Regions from separate parts of the Macaca mulatta genome. Here region 2 is linked to region 1. A link is a contact called in public Hi-C data. All regions are on one chromosome and are shown on one strand. The core of a region is the stretch at or near the end of the contact, and the rest is flanking DNA. Distances in the headings are between cores, read along the strand shown. Region 1 holds the start of SAT2 (spermidine/spermine N1-acetyltransferase family member 2). Region 2 holds the start of TP53 (tumor protein p53).

The links. Hi-C and Micro-C count contacts between places; a contact is called where the count stands out from the background.
Region 2: a contact with region 1 is called in a Hi-C map of cortical neurons, with 2.4 times the contacts expected there. The contact joins the promoter of TP53 here to the promoter of SAT2 in region 1. A contact is called at or near these places in 3 of 14 Hi-C or Micro-C datasets (cortical neurons, fibroblasts and liver).

Annotation. Positions count from the first base shown.
Region 1 is chr16:9,117,936-9,120,869 of T2T-MMU8v2.0, reverse strand. SAT2 (spermidine/spermine N1-acetyltransferase family member 2) reads left to right here and starts at 1,265. Exons shown (of 6, transcript NM_001194477.1): 1 at 1,265-1,517; 2 at 1,692-1,743; 3 at 1,880-1,963; 4 at 2,062-2,163; 5 at 2,313-2,353; 6 at 2,494-2,874. The coding sequence starts at 1,452. The coding sequence ends at 2,661. The region is part of intron 1 of SHBG (sex hormone binding globulin); the gene reads right to left.
Region 2 is chr16:9,178,210-9,181,002 of T2T-MMU8v2.0, reverse strand. It overlaps TP53 (tumor protein p53), which reads left to right and starts at 1,355. Exons shown (of 11, transcript NM_001047151.2): 1 at 1,355-1,417. WRAP53 (WD repeat containing antisense to TP53) reads right to left here and starts at 459. Exons shown (of 11, transcript NM_001260926.1): 1 at 243-459; 2 at 1-156. The coding sequence starts at 155.

The DNA.
Region 1 (2,934 bases), core at 16-2,515:
AGGGTGAAAAATAAGAATTGCATGACCTGACGTGGTGTTGGGTCGATAAGGTGATAAGCCTCAGCCACTCCAAGACCCTTCATGAGTGTTCTGGTCAGCAGAAGTTACTCCTTGGGGAATGGGTGGGCCCAAGATGACCTTTACCCTCAGTGGGCTGGAGTCTTGGCTCTGCCCTGTGGAATATAGGGAAAAGAAGAGCAAGGGACAACCTTGTGGGTCATATTTGGGACCCAGGCAAAGACCTCAAATGTCTGAACTGAGCTGTACCAGATCCAAGACTGAGGCAGGCTCATCCCTCAGCCGACAGAACAAGTTGCCACCTCGTGTTGGCATTGCAAGGGGTGCTGGGAGGCCAGGCGCAGTGGCTCATGCCTATAATCCTGACACTTTGGGAGGCTGAGGTGGGAGGATTGCTTGAGGCCAGGAGTTTAAGACCAACCTGGGCAACATGGCGTGATCCCGTATCTACCAAAAAAAAAAAAAAAAAAAAATTAGCCAGGCATAGTGGTGCACACCTGTGGTCCTAGCTACTCAGGAGGCTGAGGGGAAGAGGATCGCTTGAGCCCGGGAAGTTACGGCTATAATGAGCTATGATCAGGCCACTGTGTTACTTGGGCAACAGTGTGAGACCGTCTCGAAAAAAAAAAAAAATTAGCCGGGAGTGCCGGTGCGCGACTGTAGTCCCAGCTACTCCAGAGACTAAGGCAGGAGAATCGCTTGAACTCGGGAGGTAGAGGCTGCAGTGAGCAGAGATCGCGCCACTACACTCCAGCCTGGGAAACAAAGCAAGACTCGATCTCCAAAAACAAACAAACGAACGAATAAATAAATAAACAAAACATTTTTAAAAATGCATATGTCCTCAAGAGGTAACACTTCATCCTACTCAAGAGCTGCAGGAAACAGCTTTCAGAGCTGAGGGTCTTAAGGCTTACCCAGGGTCTGGGGGGGTGAGTGAGCCTGAGGCTAAAGCAGGTTATCACCACATACGTCAATTTAAAAAGCACTGCCGGGGAGCCTTTGAACCGCAGGGTAACTCGATCGAGGTTGGGACACCCACACAACCTCAAGGAAGCCGCCACACTCCAACCTTGACCTCTACCCAGGGGCCCAGTCACAAGATCCAGCTGTCGGGGGTGGGACTTGGGGGGGGCGGGGCTGCGCCTGTTCTCCAAGCTGATTGGCTGACGGTTGTGCCCCCTGCTGCGACAGAATTCGAGGGGGTGGGGCTTTGCCCCGCAGTGAGGACCTCCTCGCTGGCCCACTCTCTCCGTCCTGACGGCACCGGAATCCCAGCCCCACTTCGCAGGCTGCTGCTACCCCGCCGTCCCGGCCACTCCCGCCACCCCGCTCTCCCAGGCTCTTCAGGATCCAAGCTTGTAGGCCCTTTAAAGGGTCTTGTTGCCGTTTGCGGGGCTGTGAGACTTTGGTCCTAGACAGTGGGGATCCGGATGGCTTCCGTGCGGATCCGAGAGGCCAAGGGGGGAGACTGTGGAGATATCCTGAGGCTGATTCGGGTGAAGAGAGGAGAGAGGGGAGAGGGGAGAAGGCCGGAAACCAGGGGGTCAGAGTGACGCGGCCAGAGCGGGGGCGCAGGAGGCGGGGGCGGGGGGAGGGGCTCGCCTTGGGACCCTGCTCGGGGAGCAGCGGGGCCCTTCTGCCCAAATCCAGCCTCCGTACTCACGCCTTAGGAACTAGCCGAGTTCGAAAACCTCTCGGATCAGGTGAAGATCAGTGAAGAAGGTGGGGACTCAGCGCCCAGGTTCTGGCGGAGGCTGGGGAGGAAATGAGGGATGGGTTCCCCAGGCGACAGCTCCAGGCTGGGCATAGACCCAGGTCCTCTTTCTCTATCTCTTTGTCACAACTCCAATCTCGGCAGCCCTGAGAGCAGATGGCTTTGGAGAGAATCCTTTCTATCACTGTTTGGTAGCAGAGATTCTTCCAGCGTCCGGGGAGCTACTGGGTAAGAGCAGCTGGGCCTTAGAAGTCCACCTCTCCAGCCGGCCTCAGAGGTCTCCCCACAGGCTCCCAGAAGCCGTACTCCTCTTTTCTCTCTCTCAGGGCCCTGCGTGGTGGGCTATGGAATATACTACTTCATCTACAGTACATGGAAGGGACGCACCATTTATCTGGAGGATATCTATGTGATGCCGGAATATCGGGGTACTGGGCAGAAGCTGAGGCGGGAGTGGGAACGAAGCACCCCACACACCCCACCATCATCCCCAGTCCCCAGATCCCAGCCTGTGTCCTTTTCTGATTCCCTTCAGCTCAAACAATAGATATTTTTTGCCTCTTTCTCTCCATAACAGGTCAAGGGATTGGTTCCAAAATAATCAAAAAGGTGGCTGAGGTGAGGAGAGGGTGGGGGTGACAAGTGAGGACCTAAAGAAGCAAGGGTATATGGAGGGGGAGGACCCGGGTTGAATGAGGGAGGGAGAAAACCTTTTCCTTTTTTGACCCCAGAAAAGTTAGTGATGTTTTCTCCCACAGGTGGCCTTGGATAAGGGCTGCTCCCAATTCCGCCTGGCTGTCCTGGACTGGAACCAGAGGGCCATGGACTTGTACAAGGCCCTAGGAGCCCAAGATCTGACGGAAGCTGAGGGCTGGCACTTCTTCCGCTTTGAAGGAGAGGCGATGAGAAAGTTGGCAGGAAAGTGACACCATCCCCAGGGGGATCTCTCTCTTGAGTTTCTCCTTCCCCACCAGCTCAAGCACTCTTCAGAAACTATTTCCACAAACACTGACGCTGAGGCCTCTCTGGAGGAAGGAGGGTTGGGGGTGCCTATCCTCAAGTCCTGGAAGAGTAGAATTGAGGGAGAGACCTTTCTTCCTTGTTGAGGGTGAAAAATAAATATGAATTGCATGACCTGATGTGGCGTTGGGTCTTTTCTTCTCTTTCCTTTTTTATTTTCTTTCTTTTCTTCTTCTTTT
Region 2 (2,793 bases), core at 106-2,605, 60 kb before region 1:
CGGGGCGGATCCTCCCTTTCGAGAGGCGGTGGCATCAGTTCAGGGTCCGCATTTTTATCCATCGGGGAAGCGTGGGGAGAAGGATGGGCCGGAGCTGGATCCTGGTCTGAGGGACAGCAGTCCGGAGCTAACGGTTGAGTCTCCAAAGTCTTCATACTGCAGAGGAAGCACAGCGGACATTAGCCTCAGCCAGGATGGCTTCGAAGTTCTCAGGGATCCGATGCAGAGCTAATGAAACCCACCTGTGCTTCCCTCCTCTTCTGGGAGGAGGTAGAAGACTCCCGGGAGGAGAGGCGAACAGCGGACGCCAATTTTGAAAGCACTGCGTTCCTTAGCACCGCAGGTCGCTACGAGCCTCTTGCTGTCGCGGGATTTGGGCCCACCTTCCGATTGGGCCGCTGCATCCCGGATCAGATTTCGCGGGCGACCCACGGAACCCGCGGAGCCGGGACGTGAAAGGTTATAAGGTTTCCCGTTCCCATCAAGCCCTAGGGCTTCTCGTGGCTGCTGGGAGTTGTAGTCTAAACTCTTCTATCTTGGGGAGAAGCGCCTGCGCTCCCCCTACCGAGTCCCGCGGTAATTCTTAAAGCACCTGCACCATCCCCCGCCGCCTGCAGAGGGCGCTGCAGGTCTTGCACCTCTTTTCATCTCGTTCTCCAGGCTCCAGACCTTTCTCTCTTCCTTCATTCAAAAAGTATTTATTATCGAGCTCTTACTTGCTACCCAGGACTGATATAGGCACTGAGGAATACAACAATAAATAAGATAGTAGAAAAATTCTATATCCTCATAAAGCTTACGTTTCCATGTACTGAAAGCAATTAACAAATATTTTCAGAGTGATAAGTATTGTGAAGATTAAACAAGATGGTGTGATACAAAGTATGTGGGAGAAAACGTTAGCGTGAGATATTAAGGAAAGCCTTCCTAAAAAATGACATTTTAGCTGTTGAAAAGAAAGGATCCAGCTGAGAGCAAACGCAAAAGCTTTCTTCCCTTCATATTTGACACAGCGCAGGATTCCTCCAAAATGGTTTCCACCAATTCTGCCCTCACAGCTCTGGCTTGTAGAATTTTCCACCCCAAAATGTTAGTATCTACGGCACCAGTTCGGCGAGAATCCTGACTCTCTCTGCACCCTCCTCCCCAATTCCATTTCCTTTGCTTCCTCCAGCGGGCGGATTACTTGCCCTTACTTGTCATGGCGACTGTCCAGCTTTGTGCCAGGAGCCTCGCAGGGGTTGATGGGATTGGGGTTTTCCCCTCCCATGTGCTCGACTGGCGCTAAAAGTTTTGAGCTTCTCAAAAGTCTAGAGCCACCATCCAGGCAGCAGGTAGCTGCGGGGCTCCGGGAACACTTGGCGTCCGGGCTGGGAGCGTGCTTTCCAAGACGGTGACACGCTTCCCTGAGGATTGGGTAAGCTCCTGACTGAACTTGATGAGTCCTCTCTGAGTCACGGGCTATCGGCTCCGTGTATTTTCAGCTCGGGAGAATCGCTGGGGCTGGGGGTGGGGCAGTGGGGACTTAGCGAGTTTGGGGGTGAGTGGGATGGAAGCTTGGCTAGAGGGATCAACATAGGAGTTGCATTGTTGGGAGACCTGGGTGTAGATGGTGGGGATGTTAGGACCATCCGAACTCAAAGTTGAACGCCTAGGCAGAGAAGTGGAGCTTTGGGGAACCTTGAGCCGGCCTAAAGGGTACTCCTTTGCCCATCTACCCGTTGCTAGGCGTAGGGAATCCCTGAAATAGAAGATGCACAAAGCATTGAGATCTGAGACTTTTGGATCTCGAAACATTGAGAACTCATGGCTGTATATTTTGGAGCCCATGGCATTCTAGTGAAACCTCGGGCTCCATTCCGAAATGATCATTTGGAGGTGATCCGGGGAGCCCAAGCTGCTAAGGTCCCACAACTTCCGGACCTTTGTCCTTCCTGCAGCGATCTTTCCAGCCAGCCCTTGGCTCCGCTAGATGGAGAAAATCCAATTGAAGGCTGTCAGTCGTGGAAGTGAGAAATGCTAAACGAGGGGTTTGCCCGCCAGGCCGAGGAGGACCATCTCAATCTGAGAGGGCCGGCAGCCCTGTTATTGTTTGGCTCCACATTTACATTTCTGCTTGTGGCAGCAGCATTTCCGGTTTCTTTTTGCCGGAGCAGCTCACTATTCACCCGATGAGAGGGGAGGAGAGAGAGAAAAAATGTCCTTTAGGCCGGTTCCTTTTACTTGCAGAGGGAGGCTGCTATTCTCCGCCCGCACTTTTTTTTTCTGGATTACTTGGTTATGGCCTTTGCAAAGGCAGGGGTATTTGTTTTGATGCAAACCTCAATCCCTCCCCTTCTTTGAATGGTGTGCCCCACCCCGCGGGTCGCCTGCAACCTAGGCGGACGCTACCATGGCGTGAGACAGGGAGGGAAAGAAGTGTGCAGAAGGCAAGCCCGGGGGGTATTTTCAAGAATGAGTACATCTCATCTTTCCGGAGGAAAAAAAAAAAGAATGGGTACGTCTGATAATCAAATTTTGAAAGAGTGCAATAATGGATCGTTTGATAATCTGTCGGAAAAACAATCTACCTGTTATCTGGCTTTGGGCTAGGCCATTCCAGTTCCAGACGCAGGCCGAACGTCGTGAAGCGGAAGGGGCGGGCCCGCAGGCGTCCGTGTGGTCCTCCGTGCAGCCCTCCGACCCGAGCCGGTTCTTCCCGGTAGGAGGCGGAACTCGAATTCATTTCTGCCGGTTACCCATCTCTTAGCTCGCTGTTGTTTCATTCCGCAGTTTCTCCCCATGCACCTGCCG